Regions from separate parts of the Sus scrofa genome. Here region 2 is linked to region 1. A link is a contact called in public Hi-C data. All regions are on one chromosome and are shown on one strand. Each heading gives the region's core, a stretch centred on a gene start, on an enhancer-like site or on the middle of the called end of the contact. The rest is flanking DNA. Distances are from core to core; before and after follow the strand shown. Region 1 holds the start of BLOC1S6 (biogenesis of lysosomal organelles complex 1 subunit 6). Region 2 holds the start of SLC30A4 (solute carrier family 30 member 4).

What was found. A called contact is a pair of places that touch in the nucleus more often than the background predicts.
Region 2: a contact with region 1 is called in a Hi-C map of skeletal muscle, with 2.9 times the contacts expected there. The contact joins the promoter of SLC30A4 here to the promoter of BLOC1S6 in region 1. A contact is called at or near these places in 1 of 5 promoter capture datasets (liver), 12 of 47 Hi-C or Micro-C datasets (adipose tissue, blood, brain and 6 more) and 2 of 2 datasets of contacts at active chromatin or transcription factors (alveolar macrophages and skeletal muscle).

The regions. Positions count from the first base shown.
Region 1 is chr1:126,182,907-126,186,526 of Sscrofa11.1, reverse strand. BLOC1S6 (biogenesis of lysosomal organelles complex 1 subunit 6) reads left to right here and starts at 1,714. Exons shown (of 5, transcript NM_001098592.1): 1 at 1,714-1,835. The coding sequence starts at 1,754.
Region 2 is chr1:126,235,593-126,239,212 of Sscrofa11.1, reverse strand. It overlaps SLC30A4 (solute carrier family 30 member 4), which reads right to left and starts at 1,855. Exons shown (of 7, transcript NM_001130972.1): 1 at 1,418-1,855. The coding sequence starts at 1,808.

The DNA of each region.
Region 1 (3,620 bases), core at 465-2,964:
GGGGAGTGCGTTACCTTCAGATTGCTGTAGTAACAAACTTAAAGCAATACAAATTTATGTGCTGTCTTAGAGTTCTGTAGGTCAGAAGTCCAACACAGATCTCAGTGGGATAAAATTAAGATGTTGGGAGGGCTGAGTTCCAATCTAGAGGCTCCAGCAGTGAATCCATTTCCTTCCCCTGCCCCTGGCTTCTAAAGGTCACCAATCCTGGCTGGTAACCCTTTTCGTCTATTTTCTAAGCCAGCAACGTTTCATCTCTCTAGTCATTCTTCATAGTCACATCTCCCTCTAGGCTCTGTTCTTCTGCCTCCCCTTTCCAGTTTTGAAGTCCCTTGTGATTATGTTGGTCCCCACTCAATAACCCTGGGTAATTTATTTTATAAGTCATAGTACTAACAACCTTAATTACCCTTTTGTGGTGAAATGACATATTCACAGGTTCTGGGGATTAAGTCTGTGGATATCTTTGGTGGGGGGATTATTCTCCTTACCACAGGTAGTAAGAAGCAGCTAATCTTGAGAGGAAAGGAGGCCAAAAGACGAAGGGGTGTGAATGCACTGATGAGAGTATTGGGGAACAGGTGCAAGTCTCTGAGGCTTGACATAAATTCTCATTTAAAATTTTTTTAAAATTTAATTTTACTTTTGCTTTTTAGGGCCGCGTCTGCAGCATATGGAAGTTCTCAGGCTAGGGGGTCGAATTGGGAGCTGTAGCTGGCAGCCTACACCACAGTCACAGCAAAGCCAGATGTGAGCCCTGTCTGTGACTTACACCACAGTTCATGACAGTGCCGGATTGCTGACCCACTGAGGGAGGCCAGGGATCGAACCCACATCTTCATGGATACTGGTCGGATTGGTTTCTGCTGTGCCACAATGGGAACTGCCAAATTCTCATTTTTTTGAAGATTAGAGAGAAGATGGCAGAGTGGTAGGACTCGAGTTTTTTTTTTTTTTTTTTTTTTTTTTTTTTAAGACACCTTGCCTGCAGCATAAGTTATTTGGGGTGCAACATTAGGAGGCCACTATTACAGTCTAAGTGAGAGGGTCGAAGGTAAAGAGGCGTTTTATTGGGTCTGACGCTGCTTCTGCCCATTTCTAAGTGTTTTTCATTAAAGTTCGTGACATCATCCCTTAGGATCTCAGTAAGTGCAGTTTTCAGTAATTTGGCTGAATCTGTTCAGTGGATGCTGCAACCCAGGCCTAATAAATTGGTCAGCTACAATCAACAGGAGGAAAAGGAATCCCGGGAAAACCTCCAATTAGTAAGGCTGAAGAGAGCTAAAGGTTGACTTTTTAATAGGTCCAAATTTGCAGGGTCCTTGTTCTCAAGGCGTTTCCTTAGGCAGACACAAAACTGAAAAGCTGCACAGACTTACTGAACCAAGTCCGGCTGCTCGCCCATGCTCAACACAGTGCGTTCCAGTCTTCAGAGACACTCCTGGGAGCAGCCCCTTCCCGTCACCACCCCTTCTCATCCCCGCCTCCTACCACCGCTACACAGCCGACTCTACTCAGACCACTTCCTAACCAGACAACCTCTTGAGCGCAGAGTCCCGGAAGTGGGGGTGAAGGGGTGGAAGGCAAGAAGGGGGTGGGGCGGACCGTGGTCAAGTGCCTTGGGCCTGACGCATTCCGCTTCTGTCACTTCCGGGTGCGACCGTCGCTTTTGTCCGGGTAGGCTCTGGACTCGTTCGGTACTTACTGCCTCTGACTGTACAGCTGCCCCTTGCCAATTCCCAGCGGACGGGACATGAGTGTCTCTGGGCCGCCGCCCCCGGACAGGGTCCTGCCAGGGCCACTTGACGGCCTGGGGGCCGAGGACATCACGCCTGGTACGTGCTTTGGGGCGGGGCGGGCGGCTGGGACCCGAGTGGATGGGTCTCCGGGAGTAAGAGTAAGTGGGCCGTTTCGCAGGAATAAGATGCTTTTGGTGCCGCGGCCTGGAGGCTTTGGCCCCAGCGCGGAAGTATGGTTATATTGCCTAACCTCCAATCGAAAGCAGGGGAGGGGAAATGAGGTCTGGAGGGGAAGCGGTGTTTGGGGTGCTGTTGGTGGAGGTTGATGATGAAGCCATTCTGAGTTTGTGTGTTGACTCCAGCACACTCTTACACGTTAGGGGTTTAGGATGAATTTCTCAGAAGGATAATAGGTTTGTGATTCAGAGAACTGATGTATCCAGTTTTATTGACCACTTACTCATGAAATGCTCGTCTTGCATGTTGACCTTACTGCATCCCTATTTCTCCAGAAGTCTTCTCATCCTGAGTTCCAGGAGAGATTTAAGCCCTAATGGCTTAGGACGTCTATTGAATGTAGTGAATTGACTTGCTGTGCATCCGCAATGGTACTATGTATTTACCGTCCTTGGGAGAATTGAGAAGATAGTCAAAGCAGTTACTGTGTTCTGTGGTTCAGATGAGGTGCCCTAGGTGCAGAAGGCTGCAGGACTTTGGACGTGCCTTTACTTGTACTTCCTGTTGCAAAATTTCAGGAGTTACCCCCAAATAACTCAGCGCTTTCTTGGTCGTGCTTTTCCTCAGTGATCTCCCTCTTTTCCCACCTGCACAAGTTTATTCTATAAATATGGCTTCTTTGTGTACAAGTGCAGCTCGGGTCCCTCTCTGCTTGCTCCTCCATCCGCTTGTTGGGTACTTTGACGTGGTTGTTTTGCACTAATCTCACATATAGCATGTACATAAATAAAAGTAGATATTTGATCCTATTAATGGTGCCAAGTCCCTATGACTTGACATTACTCTTGACTCTTCTCACTGGCCTCCTACCTCTATTTAGGGGATTCTGTTCTACAATTTCCATCTCCTTTTTGCATTTCACTGCTACAGCAACAGTTGTAAGGCTAGTGCCCTTCCAGTCCTTTACTCTTTCATTCCATCTAGCTCCCTGTCACGTCACTTCCCCAAGATAAAGCTCCTATCATGTTGTTTCCTTACTTGGAAACCTTAAATGGCTCCTTACTACTTACTAAACTAAGGGCCAGATACATTAGATTAGCACCCAAGAGTTCTTGAAGGCTGGCCACAACTCACTACTGCATGTGTCTTATGCTCCAGACGTCCCAAACTAACTTCTTTCCAGAGCAATCCTATATTCCCACCTTGCCTCATGCTGCTTCCTCTACCTGTATTGCATCCCTTTCTCTCCTAGTCTGGCATTATTACCCATTTGGAAATAGCAGCCCATGTAGATTGTTAGTGGCAGTGTAAATTGGTGCCATCTCTTAGGAAGGCAGTTTTCCAGTGTCTGTTAAAAAAAAAATACTTGAAATCTTTGTCCCATTAATCTATTCCTAAGAATTTATCCTTCAGAAACAGTGGCATGAATATGCAAAGACAAGTAAGGAGACTCATGCAACATTGTTTGAAATAGCAAAAAGTGAAAATGTGTCATTTTTCTGTGAGTTATCTTAGTCTACATGGGCTGCTATAACAAAATAACAGGCTGACTTGAACCACAGACATTTATTCCTTGAAGTTCTGAAGGCTGTGAAATCCAAGATTTAGATTTGGGCAGAATATGTTCCTTGAGAGGACCCTCTTCTGATTTGCAGATGGTTGCCTTCCACTTGTGGCCTCACATGGTAGAGGGAGAGTTCTGGT
Region 2 (3,620 bases), core at 606-3,105, 53 kb before region 1:
ACCGCATGAAACAAACTTTTGGTTGTATATTTACACATATGTGTATGTACATGCATACATATGTATGCATGCTGCATGTCTACACGGGTCACAATGTTAAGTGTCTTTCTTACTATAGTGAGGTCAAGAAAGTTTGAAAGTCACTGAGGTAGAGGGACCAAGCAGTTTGAAGGCCTTAGGGGCATTAAAAGAGCTTTGTGAGTCATAGAGAGAAAGGTCAGCATAGCTGAAGTGAGCACTGGGGAGCAGTGGTAGGAAATGACATAGGAAATGCATATAATTTTCCTGACATAACCTCCAACCAGCCAGCATCTTAAATCTGGACTGACACCTCTGTTCTTGTCATGGTTCATCATTAAGAGAACACAGGAGAATAGGAGTCCCTGTCGTGGCTCAGCGGAAACCAATCTGACTAGTATCCATGAAGACCCAGGTTCCATCCCTTGCCTTGCTTAGTGGGTTAAAAGTCTGGCATTGCTGTGTGGTATAGGTTGAAGATGCGGCTCGAATCCAGCGTTGCTGTGGCGAAGGCCAGTGGCTACAGCTCCAATTCGATCCCTAGCCTGGGAACTTCCATATGTTGCAAGTGTGGCCCTAAAAAGAAAAAAGAAAAAAAAGAGAACACAGGAGAATAATCACTTATTCTGCTGCAGCGTCACTTTATAAATTGTCACTAAGAGAAGTTAGTGCTCACACTAATGTGACTGTGCAATTAATCTCTGAGAATGTATTTTCTAGTAAGAATATATTACTTGAATAATGAAAAAATGAAAAATAAAACCAAGTTCCTAAAACCTGGGGGGCCATTCTGGCCTTCAGATCCTCTTTACAATGAAAAACTTTGAGCTTAGTCAGTAGTGTTTGGTTTTGCAAATTTCTTGGATATAAATACAAAAGGAAATAGTAAGAGAACACAATTCAAATACAGAGGAAAAAAATCTGAACAATGGAACTGTAGCTGTAGTTCTTCAATTACCCACTTCAGACCCCTTAAAAAAGGTGAAGCAGGTGTTCGGTAAAGTCCCTTGATACTGTAGAAGTTTATGATTCTAAATAATTTTAGAATCATTTACTATTTTAAATGTTGCACAATTAACCTGGTGTTTTATCAGAATTTTTTTTTTAAAGAGGAAGTTACATGATTATAATGAAGATAATGTCCTTAACCTTACAATAGATAATACAGTGTTGGGAGAACTAAAAGAAAAAGTCAAAGTTATCTCTGGAAGTTTATGTTGTACCTAGGTAGATCTGTACTTTGGAACCGTGTGGCCTTTTCACATCACCAGATCAGTATCCTGATAAATAATAAGCTTCCTGAAAAGAAAGTTTAAACCTCAAATCAGGTGTAACTATACCACTTGACAAAGACTCTTCAACCAAGATAAATGGAAAGTGAGTTGGCAACACAACTCACCTACAAGTTCTCCAATCATGAAAAGCAAGTAAAGAACGGCAGCAATGGTCAGTCTGGTTTTCACCTTTCTCTGCTTCAGCAACTCTCTCCGTTTGCTGCAGTTGTCACAGGGGTCCACCTTCAAACTCAGCTGACTGTTGGTCAAAGGTAAGTCCTGGTCCAGCAAGGAATCATCGTCGGCCTGAAGGGCCGGGTGCGCCCCGTTAACAGGCCTTTCCTGGGTTTCAGAACCATCGTCGGCCACCACAACTCGAAGTTTGTTAAACCGAGAAAGCCCCTCGTCCCCCGCCTCCTCCGAGAAGTCGAAGGCGCTGGTGTCATTTAAAAACAACGGCGCATCATCCTTCCTCAGCAGAGATTTGAGGCGCTTCCACGCGCTGGATCCGGCCATGGCAAAGGCTGAGCAGCTGCGGCGCCAAACGGCTCGGTGCAGGCTGACGGCCGGCGGCTCCTACTTCACCCGAGCGCTAGTTCCCGAAGGCACTGCCATACGTCCCTCCCCATCCTGAGGGAAACGAAACACGTTATAAATTAAAGGCGCCCCAACAGAGCCCACAAGTTCCGAAGCTCCGGACGGCGAGGGCTCCGGGGCTCCGAAAGGGGGCAGCGCTCTACCTGGGGCGCAGCCGCCGGGCCGCCGCTCATCTCCCCACCCCGGGCCGGCTCGGCGGGGCCGGCTCGCACAGCTCAGCCCCGGGCAGCGGGGGACCGGGGCCGTCCTCGTGCCTGAGGCGCCAGCAGCTCCAGGCCGGCTCCCCGCGTCTGACAGGTTCGGGGCTGGACGCCCGCGGCCGCCGCCTCTCCCCGCCCTGCGCTAGACCGCGCGCGTGCGCCGGAGCGGCCGCCGGCGAGGCGCGCGAGGGAGGGGTCGGCACGGGGACACGCAGGCGGGGCGCGCGGGCCCGGGCGCCCGCGAGGGGCGGAGCAGGGGCGCTCGCCGCGCTCCCCCGCCGCCTACCCGGCTCCAGGTCTCGGCGCCCACAGGCTCGCCTCGGCCCGGGGACATTCACAAGTGAAGCTGCCGGGCTGCGCGCGGCCGTTTCTCTTCCCGAGGCTGGAAGGCGTGAGCGGACTGAGCTGGGGTCCGCGGGCTAAGTGGGTCGATTCGAACGGTCCCACCCATCCAGGGCTGGGCGTTGCTGCCCGGAGTTCACCCCACTGAAGGAGGCCCTAGGGAATCCTGGGTTAAGATCTGGGTTGCGTGCGGATGCTCAGCAGAAAACGAATATAAGCGTCTTCTTGCTAAGTGGGAAGCTGAGCACCTTTTCTCTCCTCGAATTGCTGCTTCTCTGGCTAGCTGACAGAATTTGCTGCACAGTCAGGGCAACTTGGAGAGGGCAAGACTTGTGGTCGTCATCAGTTCTATATCCTGCTTCGTATTTACTGTTGCTTTTCAGCAAATATGTGTTCTCTCTGCTCTAATTGCCACTGGTCCTTTTGCCTCCAAGGTATTTCAGTGCTAAACCCAAGCACAGAAGATCTAGTAGAGGTTTCTGTTCTGGTCGTTTGGTTCTGTTTAAAAAGAATTTAAAAGAATTACGTTTTCAGTAGTAGCTTTTAATTTAGATGTAAATTTTAGTGGGAAAATGAAATGGCTTCCCCCTTCTCCTGTGATTCTCTGAATGGGTTTTACGGGATTCAGAGGCATTAAACGTATGTATATATTTTGGTGGGTATAAGTATTTTCCTGACTATTTTCTTTTAGCCTTCATCCATATTGTCAAATGGAATTCAGACTCAAATAAGATTTAAAACAACACTGCCAGGAGAACTCAGAGCAAGCCCCCTAGGTTGGAGTTGAATTGTAATGCAAACACATTTATCTGGTGTTTATAAATGTATTTTTAACAACAGTATACATGGATCACCAAATTTCAAGTTACAAAAAATACAGTCAAAGGTCATATGACACACCATTGTCCCCTGAAGATCCAGATAACACTTTAAAATCTTGCATGCCTCTAGTGCAAGAGCACCGACTGCTTTTGGAATCCAGGGGAGTCCTTCCATTTTGAATGTCTATAATATTCCTTCGGAGAATGCAGCCATGGGAGTCAGATTAGGAATCAGGTCATTGTCAACAGAAGGGAGAAAATTTCTTGAAGATTGCCTTCTATTTATTTATTTATTTATTTTTGTCTTTTTAGGGCTACACTTAGGGCATATGGAAGTTCCTAGGCTAGGGGTCAAATCAAAGATGTAG